2 separate regions of the Mus musculus genome follow, and region 2 is linked to region 1. The links are chromatin contacts, called in public HiChIP or PLAC-seq maps. All regions are on one chromosome and are shown on one strand. Each heading gives the region's core, a stretch centred on a gene start, on an enhancer-like site or on the middle of the called end of the contact. The rest is flanking DNA. Distances are from core to core; before and after follow the strand shown.

Region 1 (6,333 bases), core at 371-2,870:
TCCTAGTGTCTTCTGTTATGATTTTTATGGGGAGTCGAAGCTCACTGCCTTCCCCCACAGCCTGGTGCATCAGGGTGCGCCATCCCCTTACTGACCATGACCATCCTCCGCACACGGCTCCTTCCTCTCCCCTTCTCCCATAAGTAAAGCTCATTTTGTGACTAAGAAGACAAAAGGACATCATGTCAGAGAAAAAGAACCAAACGAATAAGGAGGAAACTGGAGAAAAGCTGGAAAATAAATTTCTGCAGCGAACACTACACGCACAGCCTGCTGGTGCGACCCACTTTTCAGGTGGCACTTGGGCATTTGGCCACTGAGCGATGGGCATGGTCACGTGCATTCTACAGACTTGGGATTTCTTTGGCACTAAAGTTGGCTATAAATTGTGTATAAATGTGCATGTGTATGGGGGTGGGGGGAGTTGTATCTTGTTATGCTTAAGGTAGCCCAGCCATGTGCCTGAATGGGTCAGTTCCTACAGCTCTCCCAGGACAAAAAGCCTTGATCTATCCTAATTAGAGTGGTTATCTCCCCATGGCCATGCTGAGTGGCTGGTGGCTAAGGAGGCCAGCTTGGCCTTATCCTTGGTCACTGTGAGAGCCAGCAGAGGGTCCTCCATTGTTACTGTCTCTGATACAACTCTTCTGCTACTCCATGGAATCACCTTATTTTATGGTGCCCTGGCTTATAATTTCATTAGGCTGCTAACATCTTGCTAACGGGGTTGCTAAGCAAAACAAGAGATTATCGTTCTCAGGAGTCCCTCTTGGGCCTGAGACAGACACCAAGCATCCGAGTTAAGTCCAGAGATGGTCTCTAAGACTTAGCTAGCATTTCAAGATGCAAAGGCAATTAAAAAAAAAAGCAGCTTACCACCCAACTCAGGCTCCTGTCAAAAGCCCATGAGTATGTATGCAGTGTGCATGCATGCACCTGGGTAAAAATGTGCACACCACATGCACACAGACTCTGAGGAGGTCCGAAGAGGGTATCAGATTCTATGAAACTACAGTTGTCGATGGTTCCGAGCTACCAATGTGAGGACCTGGGAGGGGAAGTGAACCCAGGTCCTCTGAAAGGACAGCTCGCACTCTGAACAGCTGAGCAAGCTTTCGTGGCCATGTTTTGATTGTCTATACACTAGGAAAATATAATGGCAGTCATTAGTGGAGGGAATTTATCCACAGAAGTTTTCAAAGCACAGAGAACACAACGGGAGCTTTCTGGCAACTGTAACAAATGAGGCTTTCTTTGCCTGCAAGCCTGGCTGTCCCCTAGCTGTGGGCATTGTGGCCTCATGATTCCACGGAGGAAACAGAAGCAGCCAACCAGGCAGAGCCTCGGTGGGGCTGACCTCAAAGGTGCTATGTAAGGGAGGGTGGCCTTGAACTCCTGACTCTCTTGCCTCCACAGACACCATCTTAAAGTTCCTTTACAAGCTTGAGGAGACACCTGAGGGCCTGCTGCTTGGTCAGGGCTGGAGAACAGGTTTATTTTCCTCACCATAACCTTGCACAACAGCCTTAAATCTTTGCAAAGGAATGAAAGGTCAGCACTTGCCCTGAGCAGATGCCAACAGCACTGACTCTCTGGGTGACACCACCTTTGCCTTTCAGGGCTGGCCGTTTGATTTAGAATGTAAGAGTGCAACAGGAACTAAGCAGGGACTTCCTCTGCATCCATGGAAACGGCAGACTTAATTCTCAACCTGCCCTCCTCCTCACCTCCCATGTCAGTGATTCGCGTCTCAACCATCCTGGGAGTCAGAACACCAGGAAATCTGGCCTCTGCCTAGGGAGGAGAAGCAGCACTGGGCTGAGGCCGGCTGTATTTGATTCTCTTCCAAAGAGGTGTCCTCCCCTTCGAAACAGAGGTCGGGCCAAGGCAGTGCTGTCAGTGAACTCATGTGCTAATTTAAAGGGAGATGGGTGGGATCAAGGGACAGTTCAGCAGTGAGTGGCCTTAGAGAACCTGCAGAGTCACTTCCCCTGTGGAGCTAGGAGTCAGTGAGAAAGCTGAACAGGGTGGGGGTGAGATGAACCCTGAGAAGAAGGAGGAAGGAAGCCCAGCCCCGGGGACCGGGGACCGGGAGGGCAGCTGTTGGTGGGCTTGACATCTGTCATCTGAACAGTGAACCCTTGCAGAAATGCAGGCGGGCAGGGCGTGGATCGCTCGCAAAGCCTTGGCCTTGGCCCAGCTGCCAAGGGGAAACAGGTGGCCAGCCAGTCACCTCCCTCCACACCCTAGAAGGGACAAGATTGAAGGCACACTGGAGTCTCAGTCAGGACAGCATGCTTCTGTGGGGGTCTCTAGCGGCCTGCCTTGCCCACAAGTGGCATGAAGACACACTTGCCGTTCTTGGGTTCCGTGCAGACTATAAACCCAGGCGTGAGAGCTGCCATGGGAACACAAGAATGATGGAGGCTGAGGCTGAGAACCCACCCTGAGAACACACGTTCCTGTAGGTGCACTCACCAGAGGTAAATGAGAGAGGCAGCCAGAGCCCAGCAGTTAAGGCAGACACATTCCGGCTGCGAATAGGGGACTAGTAGAGCGCCCCATAACCACACAGTGAAATGGTATAGGTAGGGCCCTCTTTATAAGGTCCTGTAGCCCCCACGTTTTGTCAGACCAGAACAACATGACTTCACTGATGGGGTCCTTTAAGCTGGAGAGGGGAGCCCCTGGCAGAAATCTAATAAAACATGTTTGGTAGTCACTACCCATACAAGGGAGAACCAAGAACATTTCGATTTGTTGATGACAAAAGGTTGTGGCCTTGCTCCTTGGACCTGGAGGAGCCCTTTCTTCTACCAAGGAAGGCAACTGCTTAGCAGAGCCACCCAAGTGCCGTCCACACCCTACCACTGAATTAATAATGCTGAGTGGAGCTTCAAAGGAATCCCCAACCATCAAAAAAAAAAATATGCTTGGAAAGAGAAAAGTCACATCTGAAACAGGAAGAGGCATGGAAGAGGCATCTGTTTCCCAATCTCCCTCCACGGTGGAGAGCCACACCCTCAGGCCCAATGGCCAAGAGATGGGGTGTTGGGAAGGGGCTGGGACGGGATCAGCAGACACCTGCTTCCCTCATAGCTCCCGGCCCCTCTGTTCCCCGGAGCTCTAAGAGAACAGGCAAGGGCCACAGAGCTCATTACCACCATCCAAGCGTGAAGCCAATGGAGCTCTTCCATGCAGCCCAGTTAATAACCTAAGGGTCCTCTGAGGACCGCCCATTCCTGTCAACGGCCATGCCACCGGAGGGGGGCAGGACCCAGAGGCCACCAGGAACTGCAAGCAGGGAAGGCAGGCATCTTCTCTTTATCACTAGTCATTACCAGTCTAGCATTGCAGTGTAAACAAACGGGAAATGTCATTTTAGAAAATGCACAGTAGTCAGTCCCCATGAGGTAAAATATTTTAATTAACTGGGAAGGTTAATTTGAATTGAAGAAAAGGGTAAACGCTCAAGTATTTACTATACGTTTTAAACACAAACACGCAGGGGGTGCAGGGGAGGTGCACACACACACACATGCTCGCACAGAGCGTAACTAAGAAGGCGCTAGGTTTAAAGGGTACGCAAGCAGGCAGGTTTCGGGAACACCTGCTTGAATAAGGGTGTGTAACAGTGTGTGTCAACAGGCTCCTGGGAAGTGTTCTAGGAACACAGGCTGTCAAATGCCCTCCAGCATCAATTTGCTTACATTCCTTTTGTGTGCACTGTGATATATGTTAGTGTCTATTCCTGCACTTGGATCTTGGGAATCTAACCTAATGTGTTGTGTGTGTGCCCTGTTCACATGTGCATGCACACCTGTGAGTACTTTCATACTCGTATGAAGGTCAGAAAATATCTGGATGTCGTCTGTTCTCTCCTGTGTGTCTCAGCAACTTAACTCAGGTCATCAGTCTAGGTGGCTAGCACCTTTAATGTCTGAGCCATCCACTGACCCGAATGGTTGGTTGACTGACTGACTGACTGACTGACTGACTGACTCATTTACTTTTGCTGTTTCTTAACCCCAAAATGAAAACATCTAATGGTGTCTATGATAAACCATGTAAAGACAGACCAATATAACAAAGCAATGACAACTGGCTGGCATTTATTGGGCATCTAACTACATAAAAGGGTGCTTCCTGTCCCGGGGAGCCATACAAGCATGAGAATCCAAGTTCCATCCTCAGCGTGCACACTGTTAAAAAGTCAGGCATGGCAGTGTGTGCTTCTGAAATCAAGCACCGCCAGGAGCATGCCCGGCTGGTCAGCTTAGCTGACCCGGTAAACCCCAGGTCTAAGAGGAACGTCTGCGGAAAGCAACATGCACAGTTCCTGAGGAACACTGCCTCAGACTGACTTTTGGTCTCCTCGCCCACAGGAACATCTCAATGTGTGCCCTGATACGCATGCAAATATAAACTTTTAACTGTTCTTGAGATTTTTAATTTAGTGCCTGTGGGTAGTTTTTGCATGCATGTATGTCTGTGCACTGCACGAATGCAGTGCCTGCCGAGGCTAGAAGGGGGTGTCGGGTCCCCCAAGTCTGAATCACAGATGATTGGTTGTTAGTCACTGTGTAAGTGCTGGAAATGAAACCAGAATCCTCCGCATGAGCAGCCAGTGCTCTCAACAGCTGAACCATCTTAGCCCGGAATAGCGGTTGTTTTGTTTTGGGGTTGGGGTTTTAAAGTCTATCTGTGTACGCTGGTTTACTGGACGGAGCTGTGGTGATGGCTGGAAGCACCACTCTCGCTTGGGCCTCACAGCTGGAAGGGAGGCAGCTCAAGGGCACACAGAGCCCCAGCCTCCTGGATCGGAAGCTCTTTCTCACTCACCGTCCCAACCACCCGTCCCCGCCCCCATGCAGCAGCTGAGTTGAGACCAGCTCACTACTAGCTCAACAGAAAAGCCACCCGTCGGTTGTGTGATTAGTTTAAATCCAAACCTAGGATTCCAAATGTTATCTGTGCGCCTTAAACAATCTACTCGAACTTAGACTCTTTAACCGTTTACTTTGGCGCAACCACTCACCCCGAAGTTGTGTAGACTAGAGTGCATGTATGACCTTTCTCTTGAGTTTGGGTCTTTCGACTCAAGCTCTGTGATCTTTCTGGGCGAAACCACACCCCACAAGACCAATCTCCAGTTCCTTCAGGGAGGCTCCCTCCAGGTGGTGATCCACCAGCTCCTCAGCCCCAGCCACAACTAAAGCAACTGGCTTTTTAGAACCTGTTGTTTTCAAGGCTCTACTGTCCATGTAATGAGCTTTCAGAAAGCATGGCTTCACATTCAACGCCTCTCAGCTTCATATAACCCAAGGAGGCTCAGGCACTGAAACAAGCTGAGAGGGGCTACAGCCGACCATGGAAGCAGACCTCACCAGGATGGGGACAGAGAATCACAGCCCCTTATGGCTCCAGTGGACCTCTCGGACAGGGGCAGTCACTTTGGTTGGTAGCCCCTGTACAGCAATTCAAAGCAATTCACCCTCCTCCTACCTACCCACCTGTAAGCCTTCTGGGGAAGCAGGAGGTTTGTCCACCAGAGAGCAAAGTGGTATTAGAGCAAGCAGAACCAAGGGACTGAGATAGGACAAATACAATTGAAATCACCACAGCCCTCTCAAGTCCCAAGATCCCATTTCTTTTGTCAATAATAGTAAGTTAAAATAGCCTAAGAATTAGATTAAAATGTATAGAAAGTACACAGCCCGAGTGTTTAAACATGAAGCCCATTCAATAGACAGGAAGTCATTTTGCATAGTTGAGAAATTATATATATATTGAACTCATGTATTTAGAGTTCTTTCCCACAGCCTTAAGGGCTGTCCTGAAGGTCTCAGTGTTTACCATTTTGCTGAGACATTAGCCACACCTTCACCTCCTGGACTCATGCTGTGGATAATTCTCATGGAGTCACTGATGTTAACAGGGAGGGCATTCCTCGGAGGAATGTGAAAATGCATACTTTATTATACAAACAAGCCTTATGCCCACAGCAGCCAAGGAGGCTGAGGGGTGAGGGTGGGGGAGCAGGAGGAGCCCTTCCTGTCTGAAAGGCATGAACTATGTATGTCACTCTGTCCCCATCAGGATCACAACAGGCATGAACTCTAGTTTTGCCATGGAGCCCAGAGAGACCAAAGTGAAGACAAAAGAGAAGGGAGACAAGCAGAGAGAACTTAGCAAGCCTCAGCCCAGGCGTTAAACAAAAATACTGGCTCCTTGGCAGGGCAACCCTTCCCCCCTCCCCCTCCTTCCTGTGCTCCCTGCAATTGAAGCGTGGATTATTTCTTAAGACACACAGAAAACTGAAAACTAAACCCA
Region 2 (6,619 bases), core at 2,364-4,863, 230 kb after region 1:
TTTACATTTATCTGTAAAATTTGTAATTATACATATACAACTTATATATAAATATATTTATATATTTTATACATAATAAATTTATATATTTATCAATATATATGTATTGAATATATAAATTGGATATTGTTCTTTAGAAGCAAGTTGTTTTGGAAGATAATACATAAATTAACGTAAGAATATATATATAAATGTATATAACACTTATATAAATTATAATCATATATAATTTATAATTATATATGATTATAATTATATATATATAAATATATATATATGTAAAAATAATTAAGGATTGAGGTAGGAAGCTGATTAGATAGTGCCGGTCTGTGTGCGTGGCACAGCCAGCGGGGAATCCTTAGCCTGGCTGGCTGGAATGAGAGGTTTTGCAGGGCTCTGGCATAGCCAGAACAGCTATATTACAGCTCTCTGAGAGGAAGCCAGAGCAGTGCAGGCTGCAGAACCTGTCCCATGGCCACTTCTGTCCCAGAGTAGCGGCAGGCAACAAGATACAGCGGGCAGCTAGGAGCCGGATCCACTGCGCAGGAAGTGACTGTGGTCAAGAGCTTTCACCTGGCTTGTTGGGCAGGGTTGAGGTCCAGCGATAAAAGTTTAGGGAGAGAAACCTCTTCCCAGGAGTGTTACAGCTCAATAGGACGGACACCCTCAGATGCTCCTTGGAGAAACAACTCGTGTACTTTTTCCTTGTAGTCAGGGACCTTATAAACATTTTTGGGCTGGGGTAGATGCCTACAAGTGGCTTAATCTGAGATGTTAGGGGTGCTTTATTTACATGGGGAAGGACTTCAGGTGTTGTCCCTATGTGACTAATTGTCATGGTCCTTCTAGTAGGGTGTCGTGGTCACATGCTCCAGGCTAGGAACCTGGTAATGAGCTAGTTCGAACTCCTACCATTCTTAATTATGACATTTATTGAGGTTCTGAACTTGCTACAAACTTTCCAGTTCTTCTGTCTGGTGGCATGGTCCACTGCCCCACAAGATGGGTCAGTGATTAGGATCTGAGTTCACTTCCTAGTACCCTCTCTGGGCAGCCCACAACCAGCTGTAACTCCGGCTGTGAGGTAATCTGATTCCTCTGGCCTTTGAAGGTTCCTGTATTCATGTGCACAGACCCTTCTGAAGATCCTACTTATATTTCTTACCGCACCATTCCCAAATCAAGAACCAGTGTAGATGCTACGTGAGCAGCCATATATACGCTGTTCTGATAGCACCTGTGGATGCTACTAAGACAGTTATCACTAGGTTTGCTTGTGCACTCAGTGGCCCCACAGTGAGCCAGACAGTTTATTGCCTGTTCTCATGAGCTCCAACCTCCTGGAAGACTGTGTTATACTCCGGGTCTCAGATGCAATGACAGCTTAGGCACCAGATCAACTTCTTAAACATTGTTCACTTGATTAAGTGGCCTCATGAGTCCCTGAGAAAGGAGTTTACACTTCTTGGAAGATGATCTATCTACTCCTTGGAGTTAGATCTTGATCCTTATCGACAACTCGGTTGCAAAACTAAATCCATCCTTCCTTCCTTCCTTCTTTCCTTCCTTTTCTTCCTTCTTCCCTCCCTCCCTTTCCTTCTCTCTTCCCCCTTCTCTTTTTCTTTCTTAAAACTTTATTGATATGCAATATTATCTCATATATATATATATATATATGCAGAGTAAAAGGTTCTTACCTGTTGGCAAGAGACCATCTGGCTTTTCTATTTAGCCTTTAATTGCCACTAAACACCTTTCTCCCCTTTTCTAAAGCACCCATTATGTTCTCCAACAACAGCCGAATCTATGATCTCTTCATTATTTTTTTTCTGCGCAACTCTCAGGCTTATCTGTGGCTCCCTGAGGTACCATCCTAATTTACCTCTGCAGAGCGTTTTATGCCATACATGTTCCAGTGGCTGTGGTGTTTGAAGGACAACACCCTTCTGGGTATTGCTCCCAGCAGCAACTGCCACAAGATGGATTCCAAGAATGATTTAAGGTGGAAACTCGCTGAGAACGGACTCTCTAGATTAACAAGTTTAGAGGGAAGAGAATGTAGGATAGTGCGAGGGAAAAGTAAGCCTACGTTGTCATAAGAGAGGCTTCACCCAGTCCCAGGATGGTAGTGGCACACAACAGTTCTAGTGTCTCTAGCACAAGGGTCTCAGTCCCTAAGGGGAACCACGTATGCCACCATGTTATTTATGACATGAACTGATATGGGACTATGACAGTGTGGACACCTCTGTCACTCAGATATGGAAGGAGCCTCCAGTTTCATCCATGTGAATCAATGCACACTTGGTCCTGTGCCTATAAAAGTGAACAAGTCACACCTGAGCTCTGCAGGTACTTCTGAAGGTCTAGTGTGTTAGACTGGCCATAAAGTGGGCATCTAGTGTGAGACTAGGTCACCAACCTCAAGGAGACAGACTCAAAGACACATCATGACTTGAGATGGAACATGGTATGAAATCATGACTGGCATGAACTGGATGCCCACCATTACTAGCTCTTGGGATAGCACTTGTGTCTCTACCCCACATTATGCCTGTTCATTTGCTTTGATGTTTTCAGTGTCAAGTTTGCTCCTGAAAACAGAGGAAATTTTTTGTTGTTGTTTTTGTTTTTGTTTTTTTAGAGGAAAGTAATTAAAGCCAGAATGTAGATTGTTCAGCACAACTGAGGGAAAGCCCAGAGTTTCTATTATCATCTGTTCAATTGTTCAATTTTGATTCCCTATTAAACAAACGTGTGTGTGTGTGTGTGTGTGTCATGTGCATGTGGTGAAATGTATGTCTCTGTATGTTCACATGTGGAGGCCAAAGTCAACATGGGGGTCTCATCTATTGTTCTCTTTTTTACTTTTTTTAGACAGGGTCTGTCACCAAAGCTAGAGCTTTCCAATCTGGTTGTTCGGCAAACCTCGGGGTTTCTCCTGTCTCCACTTCCCTAGTGCTGGGATTACAGTCACACATTGCTATGCTGGGCCTTTTGCTTGGATGCTGTGGATACAAATTCAGGTTGTCATGCTTGCAGAGTAAGTGCTTTTCCTGAGACATCTCCCCAGCCCCATGAGGCTAAGTTCCATTATTTTCCTCAAAGCTGGACAATGCCAATGGCCTTGTGGATAGAGGAGACAGGCCTGTTGACTTTCAAAGCTGGCTCCTTTTGGATGCTTAGAGGAGAAGGATTCTTCTTAAGATGGTGCTGGAAGAAGGCGTCTCCTCAGAAGAACTGGTCAGCAACCTCTCTGTTTCCATGTGGCTAGTTGGCATTGCCAGACGCAGGTTCCTTCCTGGCAATTGTAGATACCATCTTGGAGGTGAGGTCATGGAACAGCGGGGGTGTGAGAGCTATAGGTACTGTGGGCAACATGACAGCTTCAGGGAATTTTCTAAACTGACATAGCAGGGTCAGGAAAACACCCTCAGGCAAACAAAGCACTTTCCTACGTGAGCTGGCAGCATCCTGGAACCAGCACTGGGGTGGTCCGGTTGAGCTTTCCCTGGCAAAGCAGAGGGCTGATGTGATAACAGGTCCCCACAGCCTGATGCTGTGGTTGGGAGTGACTCATCCCCTCAGCCAAGCTAACAAACTAAAGCAAATACCCCAGCTGGTTGCTCCATCATCATCTGTAAGATGTTAGCTTAGACACTGGGCTCCCTCCCCTCGTGACATGCCTGGGCTTTACCAAAACCAGCATGTCCACTTCCAGGGAGCCTTAAGCTACTGGACCTTTGTTTCCCTTCCAAGATGCTTGGCTTGCTTCCTTTCTCAGTCAACTGGACTCAAAACATAGCTTGATCTCTCTCCCTTCCCTCCTGCACCCTTTCCTATCCTTTTGCAAAGGTCTCATGGACAGATAGGAATCTGAGGATGGGGGCTGGAGAGATGGCTCAGTGGTTAAGAGCACTGGCTGCTTTTCCAGAGGACCTGGATTCAATTTCCAGCATCCACAGGGCAGCTTACAACTGTGACTCCAGTTCCAGGGGATTGGACATCATACAGACATATGTGCAGGCAAAACACCAATGCACACAAGATGAAAAATACAGGTAAACAAATCATTTTTTAAAAAGAATCTGAAGCGGCCAGAGGTCACCTGCCAAGATGGTTTGCTACTCTTTTGACCCAGAAAACCCCACAAAATCATGCAAATCAAGAGGGTCAAACCTTCTCGTTCACTTTAAGAACACCCGGGAAACTGCCCAGGCCATCAAGGGTATGCATATCCGTAAAGCCACCAAGTATCTGAAGGATGTCACTTTAAAGAAGCAATGTGTGCCATTCCGGCGGTATAATGGTGGGGTCGGTAGGTGTGCCCAGGCCAAACAGTGGGGCTGGACACAGGGTCGGTGGCCAAAAAAGAGTGCTGAATTTCTGCTGCACGTGCTTAAAAATGCCGAGAGTCATTGAACACATCCAGGTGAACAAGGCACCTAAGATGTGCCGACGAACCTACAGAGCTCATGGCCGGATTAACCCATACATGAGCTCCCCCTGCCACATTGAGATGATCCTCACTGAGAAGGAACAGATCATTCCAAAGCCAGAAGAGGAGGCTGCACAGAAGAAAAAGATATCCCAGAAGAAACTGAAGAAACAAAAACTCATGGCCCGGGAATAAATTCAGCATAAAATAAATGCAGATAAAATTAAAAAAAAAGAATCTGAGAGTAAATGCTTTTGTTTTACATGTTTCAAAATTATTCTTTATTCTGATTTTACATGTTATATATGTAATATATATATATATGGGGCACTGTACATTTAAGTAGAGTTGTACAACTACACCTTCTATAGATTATATTTTGTGGACTGTAGTATAATACGCTCCATATAATTATGCATTGTACACATGTATATTATTAAATTGGGACCAAGTGTCAACTCTCCTGCCAGCATGTCACCTCCCCTCCATGAAGATGGCCGAGCCTCCCCAGACTGCGGTGTTTACCCACTGCATGTGCACCCAATGTTGACATTGTTTGAATTATTTCCCCATGTGTCTGTCTGTGTTCTCCACCGAACCAAACATTTTCTCAATACACCGGTCATATTAACCAGAACCGCCATAGCACTCCTGAGATGAGGAATGTTTGCAGAGTGAATGGAGTCAGTACACTGACTGGTTTGTGGAGACTGTAATGAATGAAACTAAAGCAGCAGACAATTGTATCTGGGACACAAAGTAGATAAGCTCTTCCCAAACATTTGTCCATTTACCATGCATATTAAACAAGTGCCTAGCGTATGGTCCTTGACAGGCTTCAACAGAACAATGAAGGATGCACAGTAGTGCATAGATTTTTTTATGTACGCAAAGTAGGGTGTCCTGGTCTAATCAATACAGCAAATGTTCAGATATTCTGCTGACAGGCCACTGATGCTGCCATCAACAATAACACATGCATAATTCATGAGTTATTCAGTCGACATCAATTCTTCTTATTGGCTCTATTTCATCAAAAACACTGTTCGGGTGTTGTAATCAACTTTTCCACACAATTTATGTTCATTTGACAGCAATACCAGATCACATAACTTTTCTTGAATCACAAATGTTTTTAGATCTTTGAAAAAGGAAATTAATTTCAAGTTGAAGAAGCACAAACATAGCAGCTAATGCTATAAATATATCCAGTGCTGTGATTTTCTGTCACGAGTGGCTGTAGTGACAAAAATGGTAGTGGCCCCATGGTATGACCGTGGGTGGCCCAAGTTTGGCACCCACTATACTGTGCTTGTAGCTACTTAAAGGCTTAAGCAGGGGCCATGGTGGTTGAGATGCAGGGTTTCTGTGAGGTACCCTTGAGAAAAGCTAGCTGTGCAGAGCCCGAGTGATATATCTCATTTCTGTAAAATGGATGATGAAACAGAGCTGAGCACATCCTCATGTTTCTCCAGGACTTATCTGGATGCAGGGAAAATGGAAGGGAAAGTGCGGACCATTAACTTAAGTTCGAGAAGGGGTGGTGTTTTCGGACTCTGTGGAACAACAGAAGCACCCACGGAAAGAAACGGTGAAACCCAGGCAAACAAGTCTCTTTTTTCACTTACCTCGACTGTCCAATAGTCTATACACATTCTGTGGTCCATAGGAAATAAGGAGGGAACTTACTTTCTAGACAGGTTTAATATTGTAAGTTAAAAAAAAGTGATGTTTCATTCCATTGAGAACAAACGTGTAAAACTAGGTAGCCTGTCCCAATGGCTCCCTGAAGCATGCTGACAAGCCAGCCTAGCCTCATCGATGAAGTTTGGGCCAGATTAAGAGGCTTTGTCTCAAAAAATAAAACAAAATGGAAATTGGGGTAGATGTGACCAGAAGAATGACACTAGAGACTAATTTCAGATGTCTATATGCACATGCAAATGTACATGTGCACAGATACACACATGCACAGAGATTAATTTGTCTGCAGATGTTGAAGGTGGGCTGGAGCACAAATGATGTCTTCGGGACAACACAGGACCTGCACTCAACACAACCCCTGCACTCAAGAACGCCCAACAGCTGTGCTTGCCTATGCAAGATCAAGCCAGTCAGCATTACAGCAGGATTGTAGAGGGGCCCAAGAGTACCTTCCCCTAATGGAATAGCTACTGATGG

The links. HiChIP or PLAC-seq counts read pairs in DNA pulled down with a chosen protein or histone mark.
Region 2: a contact with region 1 is called in a FOXA1 HiChIP or PLAC-seq map of pancreatic cancer cells. The contact joins two enhancer-like sites. A contact is called at or near these places in 1 of 15 datasets of contacts at CTCF or cohesin (the NIH/3T3 cell line) and 2 of 115 datasets of contacts at active chromatin or transcription factors (bone marrow-derived macrophages and pancreatic cancer cells).

Annotation. Positions count from the first base shown.
Region 1 is chr15:59,002,256-59,008,588 of GRCm38.p6, forward strand. The region is part of intron 3 of Mtss1 (MTSS I-BAR domain containing 1); the gene reads right to left. Among named protein-coding and RNA genes, the nearest start is that of Gm41330, 11 kb to the left of the region's middle. Within about 2 kb of position 1,621, at least 181 of the 459 cell types and tissues checked have an H3K27ac peak or open chromatin away from gene starts, as enhancers often do. A contact at or near this core is called in the NIH/3T3 cell line and pancreatic cancer cells, where this site is marked.
Region 2 is chr15:59,234,373-59,240,991 of GRCm38.p6, forward strand. It overlaps the pseudogene Gm7691. Among named protein-coding and RNA genes, the nearest start is that of Gm36617, 8.5 kb to the right of the region's middle. Within about 2 kb of position 3,614, at least 34 of the 459 cell types and tissues checked have an H3K27ac peak or open chromatin away from gene starts, as enhancers often do. A contact at or near this core is called in the NIH/3T3 cell line and pancreatic cancer cells, where this site is marked.